2 separate regions of the Manis pentadactyla genome follow, and region 2 is linked to region 1. The links are chromatin contacts, called in public Hi-C maps. All regions are on one chromosome and are shown on one strand. Each heading gives the region's core, a stretch centred on a gene start, on an enhancer-like site or on the middle of the called end of the contact. The rest is flanking DNA. Distances are from core to core; before and after follow the strand shown. Region 1 holds the start of FLT4 (fms related receptor tyrosine kinase 4). Region 2 holds the start of RASGEF1C (RasGEF domain family member 1C).

The links. A called contact is a pair of places that touch in the nucleus more often than the background predicts.
Region 2: a contact with region 1 is called in a Hi-C map of fibroblasts, with 2.4 times the contacts expected there. The contact joins the promoter of RASGEF1C here to the promoter of FLT4 in region 1. A contact is called at or near these places in 2 of 3 Hi-C or Micro-C datasets (fibroblasts and skin fibroblasts).

What each region holds. Positions count from the first base shown.
Region 1 is chr13:58,316,283-58,322,620 of mManPen7.hap1, reverse strand. It overlaps FLT4 (fms related receptor tyrosine kinase 4), which reads right to left and starts at 4,679. Exons shown (of 31, transcript XM_057490385.1): 1 at 4,410-4,679. The coding sequence starts at 4,476.
Region 2 is chr13:58,640,464-58,646,222 of mManPen7.hap1, reverse strand. It overlaps RASGEF1C (RasGEF domain family member 1C), which reads right to left and starts at 3,643. Exons shown (of 14, transcript XM_036917838.2): 1 at 3,487-3,643.

The sequences.
Region 1 (6,338 bases), core at 3,430-5,929:
GGTCAGGACTCTGCTCCTCGGAGGCAGGACAGGCGTTTTTATCAGACAGCACAGCTGGCTCAGAGGTGGCCCCCCAGAGCTGCTAAATCGGGTCCGTGGGCTCCTGCTGCAGGAAGAGGGAAACGCAGGCAGGATGTCCTCTCTATGGCCGACAAGTCCTTTCCCATGAACCCCTGCTGACCTTGTTGGCCACGTGGCGGGGCTCCCCCGCTTGCCACCCTGACCTGTGCCTGCTCACGGGGCCACCCACACCCTAGTCTGGCTGAGGGGGTGACCTGGGTCTGGCGAGCCAGGCGGGGGCGTGCCTGCTGTCTGCCCCACCCAGCCACAGCCACCGCCAGCAGTGAGTGCCCGCACCTTCCTGCTCCCAGACTTCTCCTCCAGCATGACCGGAAAACAGAGATCCCAGAGGAAGCCAGTGTCTGAAAAGGATCGAGACTCAGGAATCCCTGGCTCCAGCCGGACATGCCGGCTGTGTCTCGCTGCTGCTGGTCCAGGGAGTCTGAGAGGGACCCTCTCCCTGTCCACCCTCCTCTCCCAGGGGCATCTCAGAGGGTTGTGGGCATTGGCTAGGCCCTGGTGCAGATGAATCTGCCTGGTGGAGGAGAACGCCCGAATGACAGGAGTGTAAGCTAGACACAGAGAAGGACATCCCCCTGATAGCTAGGACCCCACATAATGCCCCTGGGCTCCCCAATGCCCCTCTGTCTCATTGCATTCAAGTGCCCCCAACTTTCCTCCTTCCATGGCTGGCATAGTTGCATCAACTGGGGTCTTCTAGGAAGTCTCTCTAGGCACCTCCACCTGGGGCACCTGCTGTCCAGTGGAGTGCCTCACCTTCCCATATCTTCTCCTCCTCTTAGGGTCCCCGTCTAGTAAACAAGCTTGTGAGCCATTCTGTTGCTAGTCAGGGACTGGCACTCATCCCTCCCTCCCCATCCTCCCCTGCTGCCTCCTGGGGTCACCCTCAGCCTGCTTGCTGTGTGGCTTTGCCCTTCTGGTGATGCCTTCAGGGAATCTGACCTGGCGGCTCCTTGCTCAGAACCTCTGTTTCCCAGGTGTGCTGTCAGCTCTCGCCACCTGCACGTGCTTCATTGTCCCCACCAAACTCCAGTCTCATCTGACTACCCCACCCCATACACCCTCTGGACTTTACTGCCTCTGGACCTTTGAGGGGTCCTTCTCTCTCCTTGGAATTACCTTCTCTGGAGTCTGCAGACCCCTCCAGGAAGCCCTGAGCTGGTAGCAATGCCACCTTCCTGTGCAGCCCACAGCCACCAGCTGGGCCTCAGCGGGGTCGCTGAGCACTCATCCCTGAGCTATGGATGTCTGACAGCATGTCTATCCCTGCCAGTGTGGCACTCAGGAGCAGAGCCAGGTCCAAATCCTCCCTGGGCCACCCTGAGCAGCACCAGAGCTTGTAACTTGCACAGAACTGCAGTCCCCTGGGTCTGGGTTCTGCTGCCTGGGGGCAGGGTGGGGATGGCACAGCCAGTAGCTGGTCAGACAGTCTCCTTGTCATACCTCACACCCGGTCTGGTGCCTGGCTGTGTGGGCTCTGTTCTCTGGGGAGGCAGCAGAGCCCTTCAGCCACACAGACCCCTAATCTCAGGTGTAGGGGGCACAGGGCAGAGGAGGACACTGAGAGCCCCCCACCCAATGCGGGAGCAGGAGCAGACTCCAGAGAAGGTAATTCCAAGGAGAGAGAAGGACCCCTCAAAGGCCCAGAGGCAGTAAAGTCCAGAGGGTGTATGGGGTGGGGTAGTCAGATGAGGCTGGAGTTTGGTGGGGGCAATGAAGCACGTGCAGGTGGCGAGAGCTGACAGCCCCTAATCTCAGGTGTAGGGGTCCCCAGAGCACAGAGCTGGGCCAGTGGATCACAGTACCAAGTAAGGCGGGGCTGGCCCCCAAATCGTGCCTGCACCCACTTGTGTTCCCTGGCCCACCTCTGCACACTCCTGTCCACATCAGGGCCTGGCTCAGGGCTGAGAAGCAGGGACAGCAGAGAGCTGGGATGGCCACATGTGAAGCAGCCCATGGCAGGAGCCAGTGTCCTCGAGCCAGGCCAATCTGCTGCCAAGTGGTCACCTCCTTCCCTTGCAAGTCCCTAAGCTGACTGCCCACTGTCTGGAGGTGCAAACAGCCTCTCTCTAGACTAAGCCCAAGAGATGAAGCCTCCTGGGGTTGACCTCTGCAACCTACCTTCTCCACAGGGACATTGCTAGGGCAAGGCATTTTGGAGCTGGACTGGGACGCCAGCAGTGAAGTCCAGCCCCGGCACAGACCCCAGCTTGTTGCTCTGCTACAATGGGGAAACGGAGATGCAGGGAGAGGAAAGGAGGGGCCCACGCCACACAGCTGGGCCCCGAGTCAGCTTCGGGGGCCCCAGGCTTCTCCATTGCCAGCGCCTCGCCTCCCACTCTGGCTGTGCTGACCCTTGACAGCACCTAAGTCCTCGTGCTCCTGCTCCCGCATTGGGTGGGGGGGCTCTCAGTGTCCTCCTCAGGCCAGCAGCGGGTGAGGCACATGCAGGGCTCAGGGGAGCCGCACAGGCGCCTCGCCACTGGCATCTCCCCGGCCAGCCTGGGCCACCCCTCCATGGCACCATTCAGCTAGCATTCTCTGTCCTCCTTTCACTGCGACTTTGGTAAGAGTCACATGCACTCATTGCAGGCCTGGCCTCATCTCCCCTCCTCCATGGGACACCAGCCTCCCTGGTTCTTACACCCTGTGGAATGTTCCCTGCCTCCTAGAAGCCTCTCCCTCTCTGGTGCCCCCCCCCAGCGGTGTGGGGGTCCCATCCTGGACCCTCTGCTCTGCTCCCTCTCCAGCTCTTTAGCCCAGCCTCTCCCTTGAGCCTCAGATGCTGCACCCAACTGCCTGCTGGACGTCTCCTCAAGGTGGGTCTCCCACCCCTCAGCCTGGCAGTCCAGCCAGGGCCCCATTCACTTCCTCTCCCACATTCATTCAGTCACTCAACAAACATGTCTGTGAGAGACTGGCCCGAGTTGGGTTCAGAGGAGCACAGGCAGCCAAAAGGCAGCCCCTCTGTCCAGACCTGCCCGGACCGAGAGGCCTAGACAGATGTCCTCTGCCCTCCTGCCCCTAGGTCCATCCACACCTGCCTCACCTTCCCTTTCCTCAGCCCTTCAGCCTGTGAAGGCTCCGAGAACAGGGTCCTGCTATCCCACAGACCTGTACGGGCCACTCTCCTCACTACTGACCTCCTGGGAACCTTGGGGAAGATGCAAATGACCTTGGGTTAAGCTTCCCCATCTGTAAAATGGGTCTAATGTGCCTTTGTGAGGATTAAATGATGAAGCATGTAAAGCCAGTACTCAGGGCCCACAGCACTCAAAAAGCAAGGTCCCCATCTCTCCCTTCAGGCCTCCCACACTCCTTCCCCAGCCACGCGGGGTCCACAACCCTCCCTCCACCCTCTGATTTCCAGGGTCACTCACTAGATCTTGCCGTAGACTTCCAGCCCATCCTCTCCACTCCTGACTTCATCCTTGAAGCCCCATTCACTACAGTTCTCTCTCTACTCCCTCCCTTACGTCCCGCGCTCCATTTTCTCCAGTTCAACAGCCGCACCTCCGGGCTTGTTCCCGACGCAACCGGACCCTGCCTCTCCTGTGTTTGAGACCCTTTCGTGGTGGCCCCTGCCTTCTGCGCCAGGCTCCTGAGCTCGGCCCTCAGGGCTCCTGCCCCGTCGAAAAGAGGGAGGTCGGCCTTCTGCCTCTTCTGCCACGCGGGTCGCTCACGAGTTGCCTATCCGAGATTCACCTAAAGGTCCAAAACGCACCTGTGCGCAATCCGCGCCATGGCGCTATGTCCCGTGGTCCCCACCTCTGTCCCCTGGAGTCCTTGGTCTGTGGAAGGTGGACGCCCGCCGTAGCGCCCTCTGGGGGACCGACCTCGAGCGCAGACGAGGCGTCGGGAAGTGCGCACCCCGGTCTGCGGCCCGGCGGGGATTGCCGCCTTGGCGCCCGGGACCGTCCCTGGTGCGCGCGGGTCGCAGGCTGCCCGGTTCGGCGTGGGGACTCCTTAGGGAAGCGTGTAAGCAAGCAAGCCAGGGATCCTGGATGAGGATGCGGCGCGACGGGGCCGATCCAGGGTCGCTGAGCCGTGGGCGGAGGAGCGAGGTGGACCCCGAGCACCATCCCTGCGCTGCGCTGCAGCCCGGCGCCCCGTCCCTGACCCGGCTGCAGTCGCTGCCCGCCCTTTCCTCATCCCGGGGGCCTGGCCCGACCCGCCGTGCTCCGGCCGGCGTCCGCACCCTTGGCTCCCCGCCCTGCCTCTCTTGGTGCCCCCGGACCCCGTTCCCCGTCGGTGCGGCCCCTCCGCTCGCCCCGGGACAGCGACCCCCCTCGCGGCCAGCCGCGCCCTCGGGCGGGCGGCGGGCTCACCGCGCTCGCGCTCGAGGAGTCCCAGGCAGAGCCACAGGCGCAGGCACAGGGCGGCGCCCCGCTGCATCTCCGGCCGCTGCGGCGCGGGTCCGACCTGCGCGGCGGCGCTCGGGGCTCGGAGTGTGGGCGCGCGGCCTGGGCGGGGCCTGGGCGGGGCCAGGCGCTCGGGCCGCCCCCCACACTTCCAGCTCCGCCCCCAGCCGGGGCCGCGGGCGGCGAGGTGCCCGTTGTGCCCCGCGGCGGGAGGCTGGTCGGTGAACCCCCGCACGCGTCCCCTGCGGCCTTTAAGTCGCCAGCCGCTGCGGGCGGGCGTAGATGGGTAAAGCACCAGTCCCCACTGCGATTTTAGGGAATGGACCTCGCAGTCAAGGTTGCACAGAATGTGCCAGACCGTATTTTTCTGTAATTTCCTTTAGCCGATAAAAACTACCTTTAAAGTAAGAAAAAAAGCAATGCCTATTACTTAAAAATACCAGTATGTGAAATGGTTGAGGACATGCGGCAAACTCCATCTTATCACCTACCAGGTGTGGATGGAGGCTGTACCCTGCGCAGGCCCGCACCCAGTGTAACCAGCCCCCACCCTAAAGTCATGGCCTCTTTAGATCTCCCCCAAATAGTTTTGTTCTGAGCTCATTCATCAGTCCTTGTATCAGGGGACACTTCACTATCTGACTTGGCAACCCTCTCATGGATTTCCTTTCTCTTTTCAGTTCTGTCTCTGCAATTTTCCTATTTGAAAATAAGTCCCATGACGATGATTTTCGCAGCCTCCCTTCCCTGCTTTTGTTCTACTTCATTCAGTTTTTCCCATCCCCCGACCTCAGCAAAAGTCCACTCATTCTTGCCAGAAACCAAGCCCGGATTGTTGATAACAACCATTACCAATTCTCAGGCGCAAGTAAGAACTGAATATATTTTAAAGCTGGAATCACATATCACTGCAAATAGTATAATGATTTAATAAATAAAGTTGGAGAAACTAGGCAACTAAATAGTAAAGTTAGATTCATTTTCAACTATATATTGATTTTCCAATTTGTTTTTGGTTTTAAAATTAAAAAATAGATGTTACACACATGTAGACAGTATATGCCAATGTAAATTTTAAACCTGTTTCCACCCTTAGATCAAGGAAAATAGAATGGCACTAGCTTTCCAGACGCTATCCCCCTTTCCCATCACAAAATCCTCCCTAAACCCCAAATCCTGACTTTATCATATCCCTGCTTTTCCGTATCTTGTCATTACTCAAATACATATTTTACTTGTCTTTTTAAACATTATATAAATGGAATGCTTCCCATATACATGTATTCTTCTGCTCAGCATCTTTTGTGAGATTTATCTATAGCACTTAGATAACCTACCCTTCACTCATATTCATTGTTATAGTCTTTCCACTGTGTGAAAACCACAATGTATTTGTTCATCTGCTGTTGATGGAAGGTCTTGTTGTTACTAGTTTCCAGCTTCTGCTGCTATGAACATACTTGTATGTTTCTTGGTGTACATATACCCTATTCTCTAGGTATGCGTCTAGGAGTGAAATTGCTAGGTCCTAGGATGTGTATCTGCATCTATGGCAGACAGTGCCAGCTATCTTTTCATTATTTGTACCATTTTGTACTCTGCGGCTGTGTAACTAGTTCCCTGTGCTCCATACCTTCAATGACATGGTATTGTCAGTTTTGATTTTTTAACTTAGCCATTCTAGTTGGTTTGCAGTGGCATCTCATTATGGTTTTCATTAGCTTTTCCCTAATTCCCTAATTAAACACATTTATATAATTGGCCATTTGGATTTCAAGATGTTTGTTCTTTACTACTGCCTATTGTCTTCTCCTTATTGATTTATAGAAGTTCCTTATATATTCTGGATATGAGTCCTTTGCCAGTTCTGGTACTATTGCTCTGTAGCAAATTACT
Region 2 (5,759 bases), core at 2,394-4,893, 320 kb before region 1:
AAGAGAGACTCAAAAGCCCAGAAATAGGTCCAGCTGCATTTAGATGTCTAGTATATAATACAGGTGCTTTTTAGATCACTAGAGAAAAGATGGCCTCTTAAGTAAAGCATGTTGGATAGAGGGACAGAAATTTGGAAAAAGATTAAGATTCTTTAACTGAGTGTAAAACCAAACAAATCCTAGAAAACACGGGTAAATTCCACTATAACTGGGTGTGAGAAAAACCTTTCCAACTAGGATTCAAAATCTAGATGCTATAAAAGAAAAGAATGATTACATCAACCACATAGAAATGGAAAGCTTTTAATGGCAAAATGCATCATAGAAAAATTTTTTTAAAACTGTGAGAAATATCTGCAATATAACAAAGATAAACCATTAATCTTCTTAACAGGTGTTTTAAACAAACTTAAATCCAAGAAAAAAATCCAAAACCTATAGGAAATGGGCATGATATATGGACAGGCAATTCACAAAAGAAGATAATCAAATGACTCATGGACATATGAAAAGATGTCCCATTTCATTCATATTAATAGAAACATGAATTGATATGCACCAAAATATTTTTGCCCAGCTCTCAGAGCAGCGAGGCTATGGGGCAAACAGACACTATCAGACATGGCTGGTGGGTGTGCAAAATTTGGGAGAGGGGAATTTGGGAATAGCTAACAAAATAAATATGTATTCACTCCTACTTCTTAGAATTAAAAATACACCTCTACGAATACAAACAACATATACGTGAGGTTATCCATTACTCCCTTGTGTTTAATAACAAAGGCCTGGAAACAGCCACATGTCCATCCATAGGACACTAAGTGAATAAACCATGATACAGCCACTCATTGGAGTACTATGCAGCTGTAAAAAAGAATGAGGAAAATTTCCTTGGACTGGCAAGAGATATTTTTAATTGAGATAAGCAAGGGGCAAAAGAGCTGTGTGTGCTAACTTTGTGATAATGCATAAAGGGGATTGTGCAAAAGAAATGCAGGAAGAATTAACCAGAAATGATTTCAAATGGATACCCCTGGTGTGAGAACAAGGAGGAAGACACAGGGATGGGGTTGAGACTTCTCAGTGCAGCTTTTTAATAGTTTTCACCTTGGAACCATTAAATGTTTTACAGGTTCAAAAAATAAAATTATATCATAAAAACTAAAAAAAAAACAAAAAAATAAATCATGTGCAAACAGAAACAGATGAAGCTAACAGTGTGCTTCAGTATGCTTCATCGAATTGGTAACATACTCACACCAGGCTGACTGCCTCCCAAAGAAACCCTGAACTTGACCTAGTAAGTTTTGATTGGCAGTGGTTTGAATGTAGTGGTTCTGAAACTATTTTGGGTGTATTATAGGATCAAGCAAATGTCTACTTATATTGTTGTTTTGGGGGAACCAGTTCTTACTGTTGGAGAAGGGAGATGATAATATAAATATTTAGTTCAAAAAAAAGATTTCTTGACTCAGTCCACTGAGAAGGCCTAGAAGCAATGATGCCAAGTGGCAATGAGCACATCTAATGGCCAGTACTGGTTTCTAAAACCCACTCCTGGCTAAAAGGTGCCAAGGCTTCTTGGAGAAAAGGTTGACTCTAGGTCTGGGTCAAAGTACAGGTGAGAGCTGGACAATGCTCAAAGACTTATGGGGACATGTCAAAAGGATGAAAAACTCACTGAACACCCAGTCCAACCACCCAGTGGAATGCTGCCTGTTTCTGTGAACTCCCCGCAGGCGCCTCCTTGCTGCTGAGCACAGGAAGTGGGAGATTGGCAGCCAGGCACCAGGAGGCTGCAGGACACAGGGCAGTGCTTGAGCCCAATCCAGGCTCCCTGTCCACCACAGCTGGTCCCTCGAAGGAGACCCCGAGTGCTCAAAAATCCCTGGCAGACTCCAGCCGCCTCCTCCTCACTCCCTCTCCTGCCCCCCATCCTCCCCACCTCCCTCAGGGGCATCCTTACCATACTCAAACTGTGAACCCTCTGGGGGCTGCCCACTGTGCTTAGAGGAAAACCCAGCTCCCCTCACTGGCTCTGACCAGCTCCTCCTACCCGTCCCCAGCTTGCCTCAGGGCCTTTGCACCTGCCATTCCCTCAGACCTTAACCTTGGCTCTGCTCTTCCATTTACATCACAGCCTGAGAGGGTCACTGCTCTGGGACACCCTCCCTCACCAGGCTGAGGCTCTTACCCCCACCCAGTCTTCTTCCACCCCAACTACCCCGTCTTATTTTCCTCCTAGTCCTCTTATCCTCTGCAAGAACTTCGGCTTTTCCTCTGATTACTTGTTCAGCTTCTCTGTCCCACACCGGTTTGTAAGCACTTACTGGGCGGGGAGCAGATCGCTCGCAGTAGGCGCCCAGTGAACTCTCTCCCCGAGGGAGTGGGCAACCGTAGGCCTGCCCTGGTCGCCTGGCATAGCAGCCGGAGTACGCTTTTGGAGCGAGTTGCACTGGGGTTAGAACCCCAGCTTTGCCGCTTCCCTGTCCTGAGACCTTGACAGGTCCTGTCACCCACTAAGCCTAAGTACACCAACCTTAAGATGGGGACACAGCACCTGCTGGGCCGGTGCACTTCCCCAAGGCACGACGCAGCTCCAGAAGCTCAGAACATCTGCCTCAGCGACCGGGGGCCAGAGGGTGGGGCTGGGGGGAGCCCCTTACCCCCCAAGCTGCCGCCGCACGCCGAGCATGGGGCAGGGACAGGAGCGTGCCCGCGCCTCTCCCCTCCAGGACGCCCACCTGAGCACAGGGAGGAGTGGACTAGGGGTCTCCGGCCCCTGCCCGCCGTCACTCCGTGAGGGACACACCCAGAGGCCCCGGCTGACCCCGCAGGCTCTCCGATGGCTCTCACTGACCCTCTCCTCAATCCCACCCAGCTTCAGAGACAACACCCTCTTCTCAGGATCAAGGCTCTTCCCCTTCTTCCCAAGCACCCGGCGGGGCCGCCTTGCTACTCCCATTTCAGAGACCGGGAAGCTGAGGCCCAGTGCAGGCGGTGGGGGGTGCTTGGGTCTCGGCTGGACTCTTCCTGCCGCCTGAGCGGCTGAAGACCCAGAGTGGGGTGGCGAGGGGCGCGCTGCACAGCCGGCCTCGGGGCGCGGCGGGCGCCCGGGGGTGTGTCCCCCGCGGGTCTCCTCCCCGCCACTGCCCTGGCGCATGCACCCCGCAGCCTCCTCCCGCGTCCACCTGCCCCGCAGCCCACCCGGCGGCCGCGCCTCCCGGGCCCGCCGGCAGCGCACAGGGCCACCCGCGCGCGCACCTGTGCCCGGGGTCAGGCCCGCGCGTCCCCGCGCAGCTGCCCGGACGCCCGCCGTCCCCGCCGGCTCGCCGCCTGCACCTCCGCGGCGCGCCTGCCCCGCACCAACTACCCCGCACCAAATACCCCGCCCCGCCGCCGCCGCCTGCAGCCCCTCCCCAGAGCCCGCAGCCTCGCGCCCTTGGCCGCAGCGCCCTCGTCCCGCCCGGCCGCGCCCCCACTCACCGGCTCCCGGCGCGCCCGGACCCCGGGCCCGGCCCGTGGGCAGCCCCTGCCGCGCCGGCTGCGAGCCGCGGGGCCGCCGACCTGGGGCGCTGCCCGCCGCCCGCCGCCCGTTGCCGGCGCCGCTCCCAGGCGCAGCCCGCTGTGCGCTGGAGGTCGTTCCCGGCGCGGCGCGGCGCGGCGCCCCCTCGCGGCCTCACGGAGGAGCGCGGGCGGGCGCGGGTGGGGCCGTGGGCACCCCCGCTGCGCGGCTCAGTCCCTGCTCTGCTCCCGCGGCTTCGCACACCCGGCGTGGCTCTGCACACCGTCCTCTGGGTCAAGGCCATACTTCCAGGCCTGCGTTCCGGGCCCTCCGCTGCAGCTCGCCTCCCACCCAGGTAGCTGGGACCCACTAGGAGCATTGCACGCTGTCCCCCTCAGCGTGGCTGCTGCCGGACTCTGCACCCTACCGTCTCCCTCACCTGGGAAAGCCCTGGAGCCCTAGGACCCAGTTCACCCCCTTTCTTCAAGGCTGGCCCTGGTCACTCCTCTGGGCTCTCCTGCAGCGGCCACCCAGCAGTGGTGTGTGTCCTGAGTCCTGTGGGCACGGGTGGGCTTCAGGGGGACAGGGAAGACTGCACACAACCCCCTACCCTTCCCACTGCTCCGTGCCCTCTGTGGCGTGGGCCCAGGAATTGCTCCCTTGGGGAGGGTGGATCACCACTCTGAAGACCCTGGGGCACCCAGAGAATAACTGTGTGCTAGTTCACTCTTAGAATGATGTTGGGGCCTGAACATCATCCTGCAAGCCTCCTCAGTGGTGCCACCTGGACATCAAAACTTTCCAGGTTTGCTCCATTGCAGTGGTCAGGACACCTGTGCCCTGTTTTAGCCAGGGCCTGCCTGATGAGATGTGGCAGGAAACCTAACTAGCTTAAGCAAAAACAGTTTATTGGCTCATGAAGCATTTTTTAAAAAGCGAACATAGGTAGGGTGCTTTCAGAAATAGCTTGAACCAGGTGCTTAAACAATATGAATAGAAATCCACTTCCCCCTGCCCCCAGCCCCTCTGTGGTGGCATAGTCCCCAGCAGCAGTGGGAGCACACCTCCTCCGGGTTCCGAGGGAGCCCAGGGCTGCTGTGCATGAGCCAAGATGCTTGGCTTAGGGCATTTCTGCAGACCTGGACAGTGAGAACCACAGGCCTGGGTGTTGCCCTCCTGGAGCTGGGTGTGCAGTTGGCCCTGTGTCGACCCCGAGGAAGGATGGAGTAGCGTGCTGCTCTGTGCATTCCCTGACGGCTGTTTCCAGAAGACTGGACAAGTAAAAACAAGTCTAGCCTGTAGCTTACACAGTTGGGGAAACTGAGGCCTGGAAAGAGCAGGCACTTGCCTGGGGCACACAGATGTATTAGGGCCAGTGTGGGTTAGCTGGCCTGGGCAGGGAAACCTTGGGACAGGGCCGTGGTGAAGGTGATGTCCAAGGACAGTGCCAGGTCCAGGCTATGGTGATAGGCAGGGGGAACAGAGGTAGGTGGGGGGGGCAGGTGCTGGGGCCAGTCCTCAGGCTGGGCATCTTCTCCAGTTCACCCCGCACCCTCACATGAGGCCAGGTGCTGTCCCGGAGGCTGCTGGTGTTCTAGGGAGTGAGCTGCAGGAGAGCACCTGGAGCAGCTAGCTCACTCCCCTGGGACACGCGGGGGCCCCTGACCAGTGCCACTCACAGGAGCAGGGCCACTCTCCCCCATCTCTCCCCTTCTGTGAGCGCAGGCATGGGGGGCCACGAAAGCTTCCAGGCCGGGTGCAGGTGAGTGCCTGGATTCGGGTAGCTGAAACTGAAGGGCAAGCCCGCGGCCACAGCTCATGTCCCAGGTGGATGAGTGAGGCAGGACTGTGTACCAAGATGAGGGAGATGGCCGTGTTCCCTGAGCTGTCCTGTGTCATCTCCTCCTGCACGGGAGGTCTGCTCTGTGCCGAGGGTGCAGCAGGGTCGTCCTAGCCTCCTGAGCCAAGCCTCCCGGCCAGTGTGGACTTCTCTGAGCCATCCCCAGCTTCGGGGAGTGCGGCTGGGCCCTGGGAGCGTCTGGCCTGGCATCGGCACCTCATTTCCCCAGCCCCTGCGTGGCCGCCCAAGAGGGCACTGTCCAGTGAGGCCCCTTGGCCTGCCCCCCAGCCTACATCCCCCCTCGCAGGGGCTCCTCCCCTCATGCTGGGACAGAGGCTGAGCCCCGTGGAGAGCTGTGAGCCCAGCCCCCACTGCCCCCATCCTTGCTGTATCTGGTGGATATTTCCTGAGGGC